Linked DNA regions of Macaca mulatta: region 1 is linked to region 2. Evidence: chromatin contacts called from public Hi-C data. All regions are on one chromosome and are shown on one strand. Each heading gives the region's core, a stretch centred on a gene start, on an enhancer-like site or on the middle of the called end of the contact. The rest is flanking DNA. Distances are from core to core; before and after follow the strand shown. Region 1 holds the start of SAP130 (Sin3A associated protein 130). Region 2 holds the start of UGGT1 (UDP-glucose glycoprotein glucosyltransferase 1).

Region 1 (3,265 bases), core at 219-2,718, 51 kb before region 2:
AGTCACATGACAGGTATTACCACAATGCATGTGTATTTCTCTGTGTAAAGTTTTATGGAAAATGGCATGTCTCTTCGAAACACTCAAACCTCACACCAAGGTGAACAGAACTGTGATTAGCATGTCATAGGAACATTCGGAGGAAGATACCCAGCCCTAAGAAAGGATCGGATGTTTTACATTCAGACCTGATGCAAAAGGAATTCTCCAACGCTTTTCTGCAAAGGCTTCCATTTACGGATTTCCTTTTCTTTCCCTTTCATAGACCCCCCACAGAGCCAGAGGACCCTACACCTTCTCCATCTTCCCTAAAATCGTCCCCCACTTTTCCCCCAGGAGCCAAGCGATCTCCCCTGATTCGCCCGCAACCCCACCCCACCGCGAAGCCCCCGCTGAGATGGGAGGACGCCGATTTCCAGACACCTCGGAGTGCGAGATCCCCGTCTCCGGGGTAGGGGTGCGGACGGGCGTTCTGGGGACCCGACCACAAGGCGAGCACTGTGCCTCTTTACCTGTAGCCGCCGCCCGCCGCCCGCACCGCCCGCTTCTAGCTCGCCGGCCTGGGGGTGCCGCGGAGGGCCCATCTCGGCGGCGGCGATGCGCTCGGGGGGCGCGGGGAGGGATCGCGGCGGCGGCGCCCGGGGCCCGCCGCTGTCCAGCCCCGCTGGCCCCACTCACCCCCAACACCCGGCCGCCGCTGTGCTCGCAGTCCTCTTCCCCCGAACCTGCCCCTGCCTCCCCCGCCCGCCCATTGGCCCCACGCCCGGCGCGTCAGTGGAGGCCCAGGACCAATCCACAGCGACCTACACGGTCAGGACCCGCCCCACCCTCCCGCCGACCGCCAGCCAATCAGGCGCGAGCCTGGCCGGGGCAGCCCAAACCCCTCGAGGCTGAACCAATGGCAGAGGAAGACAGGCGCCCCCGGCGAGGGGGGCGGGGAGCGGGGAGGCCCCGCCTTGGCCAGGGTCTGAAAGCGGCGGGCGCAGGGCCCGGATGTGGAGAGTCACTTTAAACTGCTCCAGGAGCCAAACTCCCTGGGCCGCCCGCCCGCCCGCGCTCCCCCGACCGCTCTGCTTCCCCGCCAAGGCCCACGTCCGCCACGCCCCCACGCCCGGGTCAGCCCACCCCTCCCGGTGCCTCTCCCTTCCTCGCCACAGGACACCCAGCCCCTGTCGCCGGCCCAACTGCCGTGCCCAGCTCGCCAAAGAGCCGCGGTCCGAGCTGCAGGAGACGAGGATCCTCTGCCCTTCCCCGGGGACGCGCAACGGGACGGACGCTGCAGCCCGGCTCGGCCGCCCCGCCCCCTCGTCTCCTCCCCTTCCCTCCCGGGCTCCCGTCCCGCCATTACCTGGGTGCTGCGCCGAGTGGCCGCCGCGCCGCCTTGAGCTCGCTCCCGCGCGCTCTCTGTCTGCGGGGCCGACGTCCCCAGGTTCCCGACCCGCAGCCACCGCCGGGGAGCTAGCACTCTGCCCCCCACCCCTCACTCCAGCGCCGCTGCTTCCGCCGCCGTAACGAGCCTCCCGTCTATTGGCTGGCGCAGGCCCCGCCCCCTGCCGAGTCAGCCAGTCGCCGGTGGTCGTGAGCGGGAGAGCGGACGGGCCCGCCCCTCGGAGCCGCGGCGTCCTCTGGGAAATGTAGTCGCGGGAGCCAAGAGGGCGGGCCGCGAAGGAGGTGGAGAGCGCCGGGGCGGGGCCGCAGGCGACCCGGCCAGGGCAACACACCCCTTTGCTGTCTGAAGTCGGTTCTGTCTTTTCTCTTGGCTAAGTGAGAAGACAGTGGATCCCACCCTGTGTCTCAACCTGAGGGCACTAGGTTTCATTTTCCCCGCGGGGAGGCGCGGCGCGGGAAAGGGTAATGGAGGCCAACTGCGGCGGCCAAGGGATCCGCGGGCCGGACCAGTGTCGTGACGGTGCCCGCCTCCCTACGCCGCGAGTGGGACTCGGTGTCCCCACCGGGGACCGCGGTCGGCACAGCCTACGCGCGGCGGGAGCCGCCAGGCGCGGCGCGGGCGCGGCTCTGTGAAAGCAGGCCGGCAGGATGCAGGACTCCGGGCGGCCGGGGCGCACCTGCGCGCACTTTCCAGATTATGAAGGCGCTGAAGGGGGCAGTTTTATTTTGTCATTTTGTTTGGGGTTCAGGGTTGGAGTTTATGCGCCTGTAGAAGACATAGCCATATCTTTTGAGGCCACATTTGCATAAGAGATTAAGTCTCCCTCTTCCCTTACCAGATGGTAGTTTAGGCCTGGAGTTTTGTGATTAGTTAGGAAATAAATGGGGCTCAACCCCCTCTCTTGCTGTCATGCACAGCTGTGTAAGACAACTGTTTGGTTAGAAGAGAGTAGCTCCTGGCTATAGCCCAGGGATGAGTCTCAGATACTCCTCCTTTTCTTTCTTTTTTTTTTTTTTTGAGACGGAGTCCCGCTGTGTCGCCCAGGGTGGAGTGCAGTGGCCGGATCTCAGCTCACTGCAAGCTCCGCCTCCCGGGTTTACGCCATTCTCCTGCCTCAGCCTCCCGAGTAGCCGGGACTACAGGCGCCTGCCACCTCGCCCGGCTAGTTTTTTGTATTTTTTAGTAGAGACGGGGTTTCACCGTGTTAGCCAGGATGGTCTCGAACTCCTGACCTCGTGATCCGCCCGTGTCGGCCTCCCAAAGTGCTGGGATTATAGGCTTGAGCCACCGCGCCCGGCCAAGATACTCCTCCTTTTCAAGCCACTTTCCTTTTCCACCTTCTTCCCTTCATTCTCAAACTTCTAAAGAGTGACTGCTGTGATCAGCCTCCTGTCTGCCTAGGCAGTCCTTATCCCTTTTGGAGTTGCCGCTCTTCTCAGACTGCTCCCCAAAAGTTGCCAACACCTACTCAACTTCAAACTCATCGGTCCTCGCTTAGAGCTCATCTCGTTTAGCTTACTGACCAGCAGTAACTCCTCCTCGTGTCTTCCCTTGGACTCTAGAACCAGGGTGTCTCCTGCTTCTACTCCTATCTCAAGCTCCGTTATACCTCCTCTTTCTCATGAATACAGCATTCTTCAGGGCTCCAACACTCAAATGCTATACTGCCTTCCTAAATGGTTTAATGTGTTTCCACAGTTTCAAATGTCTTCCTTTTTGTTTTTTGTGTTTTTTTGAGACAAGGTCTCAGTTCAGCCAAAGCTGAAGTCCAGTGGCGTGATCATAGCTCATTGCAGCCTCAACTTCCTGGCCTCAGCGAACCTATTGCCTCAGCCTCCTGAGTAGCCGGGACTGCAGGCACATGCCACCACACCC
Region 2 (3,113 bases), core at 314-2,813:
TCCACTGAACCCATCCAAACATCTCAGACCCATTCTTTGCTGAATTCTAGAATCCCATTTTAAAAAAGTTTTTCTTTCTTTTTTTAAACACGAGAAAGTAGACAGAAAGATGTTGGTAAATGCTAACTGTCCATATTCACTAGAGACCCAGTGTACTCTCCGAGCCCAACATACAGAGCCAGCAGGAAGAAAGCTAGAATTGAAGGCTCTGCTACGCAGGGGCCTAGAGCCCTCCAGCTTCCAGCAGAGCGAAGGAGGTAGGTTTTTCTTTTTTTCCACAGAGCTGGGTGGTGGTGATTCCATACAGTTTTTGCTCAGACAGGCAAGGGATAAAAATGAATTTCGAACAGAAAGCGTTAGAGCCTCTTTTCCCATTGTATTCTGCTCAAGGTATTTCCCCCAAAATAAGTTGAGAACCAGAGTGTAAAGAAACCTCAAGAACAGGGAGACTGAGCACAAGTAGGGGGCGGGGGGAAAGACTGCAACTTGCTCCCAGGGACTGGAGAAAATGTTAAAAAAAAAAAAAAAAGGAAGGCTGGAATCCATCAGTGTTCTATTACTCATCTCCTTCATCCTCCTTTCCTTCCTCCCCTTCATCATCATCTTGGCTCATGTTTATTTCCTAAAATTATCTTGGGCCGGGTGTGGTGGCTCATGCCTGTAATCCCAGCACTGGGGAGGCCGAGGCGGGTGGATCACCTGAGGTCAAGAGTTCGAGACCAGCCTGGCTAACAGAGTGAAACCCCGTCTCTACTAAAAAGACAAAAATCAGCCCGGTGCGGTGGCGGGCGCCTGTAATCCCAGCTACTGGGGAGGCTGAGGCGGGAGAATCGCTTGAATCCGGGGGCGGAGGTTGCAGTGAGCCGAGATTGCGCCACAGCACTCCAGCCTGGGAGATAGAGCCAGACTCCAAATCCAAAAGAATACAAAAGTATTTTTGGCTTTTCATTCACTTTGACTTAATATAGTTAAACACATACCCTCCAAGAGACATTCATTTCTGGGTGGGTTAAATGCTACCTATTGCAAAACAATTTTAAACTGGTTTACATTAGTTAAAAATAAATAAATAAATAAATAAATAAATGGACAAAGCAGTCCCTGCAGACTAAGCTGCCGCTGCCCGAATAAGATAAGCTAAATCGGCTCCTAAAATTTAAAAAGTCTTCCTTTCATCCTGCCCCCCTGGAAGGTAGCTATCAACATTTTAGGGTTTAGTATAAAGTCGAAGATGCTCAGAAACATTAAGCCAAGTGTCCTTACTGTGCCACCGAAAGGCTAAAGGGAGTCAGCTTTTAACAAACGTTTAACGGAGTAGGTCCCAGAGTCCAAATTGGATTTCATCGACTGTTAAAGGTTTCGGGTCTCAGCTGCTGGCACAACGAACCTTCCCAAGACCTTGAGGACTGGCAGCCGACCCGCCACCCAGGAGAGCGGAAGTGCGGAGAGACGCCGGACGCCCCCGCTCGGGGATAAGACGCCGACCGCCCGACGCTCTGGCCTGCTAGGTCTCGACTCGGTAGCCGGAAGTCCTCTAGCGTTCGCCTTTAGGAAGCGGAAGTAAGAGGGCGGCCGGCAGCCGGGCAATTGCTTTGCGAGACTGGGTGTTGAGCCGAGCCGCGGGAAAGGCGCGTGTCGGCTTCTCACTGGCGCAGCCTGCACCGCCGCTGCAGCCCCGCCCCGCCCTGGCGTTGTCCCTGGCCCTGTGGCGGACTAACCACGGCCCGGGCATAGGCGGCAAGGGAGACGCGAGCGGTGCGTGTGCCGCGGCTGCGCTGCCGGTGACAGGTACCCAGGGGTGGCGTGAGGAGGCCTCATGGATGGAGAGAGGGTTTGGAGCGCAAGGCGACCCTGTGCCCCCGTCACATTGAGCTTTCGCCTCTACCGTGACTCAGTTTCCCCTCCGGTGTCCTATCCCTTCCCCTATTCGCGAGCGCCCTGAGTTGCCCTCAGTGGTGGTCTTGGCAAGGTATCGCTTCCGCGGGGGTGGCGGCTGGCTCTGTTCAGAGATCTTGAACCTTTTCTGAAGAGCTTTGGATCCTTGTGCCCAAGTGCAGAAGGAAGTGGGGGAAGTGTCCTACCATGAATTTAGACCAAGCTTGATCCTCAGTGAGTTGAGAACCAGCACTTTGCTGGACCCTGATTGCAGAACGACGTGCCTTTTAAAATAGATTTCTATTTTTCCTAAAATGAATTCGGGTTGATGTGCCTTGGTTGCTGTTTTCGTTTAATACTGTGATCTGTTGGCTGGAAATTGGATGATCCGGTTTCACTTTTAGTGTGGGACCTGCCAGATTGAGATCTGCAGCGTCGCCAATAACTTATAGATATGAACTGTTTTTGTTCCTTGGCCAGAATCTGCAGTTGTTTTGCATTTCTTGCCAGATTTGAGAAGGAGCATATTTTGTTCGTTTGAAGTCCTGGGGTCTTTTGCCTTATTGTGCCACACTAACTGTTTCGGAAACATTCACTGATGCACTTGCCAGCCAATTTTAGTGTAAAGTGCGCTCTTTCTTTCAATAATCTTACACTTGGCAAGCGTTTGAAGACAGCACCAAAAAACTTGGAATGATTGTAGCCTTTCACTTTGCTTTTTTTTTTTTTAAAGCAAGTCGAATTTAGCAACACTTGACTTCCTTTTGATAAACTTAGCTGAAGCTTATTTTTAAAAATTCTTATTTATTTTTTTGTAGAGACGAGGTCTTGTTATGTCCCAGTCTGATCTTGAACTCCTGGCCACATGAAACTTACTAAAGGAAGTGAGCATAATACTCGTATAGTAGCATAGCACATTTATAATGCACATTGAACTTCAGGGGAATATATTAAACTATGAAGAAAATTCTTTTAGAATTTTCCTGCAGCTGTCTGTGAGCATTTTCTTTTTTAAGTTTCCCTGTAACAATACAAGACAATGTGATAATTTTCTTTTTTCTTTTTTTTTTTTTGAGATGGAGTTTCGCTCTTGTCTTCTAGGCTGGAGTGCAATAATGAGGCGATCTCGGCTCACTACAACCTCTGCCTCCGCGGTTCAAGTGATTCTCATGCCTCTGCCTCCCAAGTAGCTGGGATTACAGGCACGTGCCACCACGCCCAGCACATTTTTTGTATTT

Evidence for each region. Hi-C and Micro-C count contacts between places; a contact is called where the count stands out from the background.
Region 1: a Hi-C map of CD4 T cells shows a contact between it and region 2, with 2.8 times the contacts expected there. The contact joins the promoter of SAP130 here to the promoter of UGGT1 in region 2. A contact is called at or near these places in 6 of 14 Hi-C or Micro-C datasets (CD4 T cells, blood, cortical neurons and 3 more).

What each region holds. Positions count from the first base shown.
Region 1 is chr12:9,246,227-9,249,491 of T2T-MMU8v2.0, reverse strand. It overlaps SAP130 (Sin3A associated protein 130), which reads right to left and starts at 1,468. Exons shown (of 20, transcript XM_077956764.1): 1 at 1,349-1,468. WDR33 (WD repeat domain 33) reads right to left here and starts at 726. Exons shown (of 23, transcript XM_077956741.1): 1 at 717-726.
Region 2 is chr12:9,195,523-9,198,635 of T2T-MMU8v2.0, reverse strand. UGGT1 (UDP-glucose glycoprotein glucosyltransferase 1) reads left to right here and starts at 1,563. Exons shown (of 41, transcript XR_003721203.2): 1 at 1,563-1,788.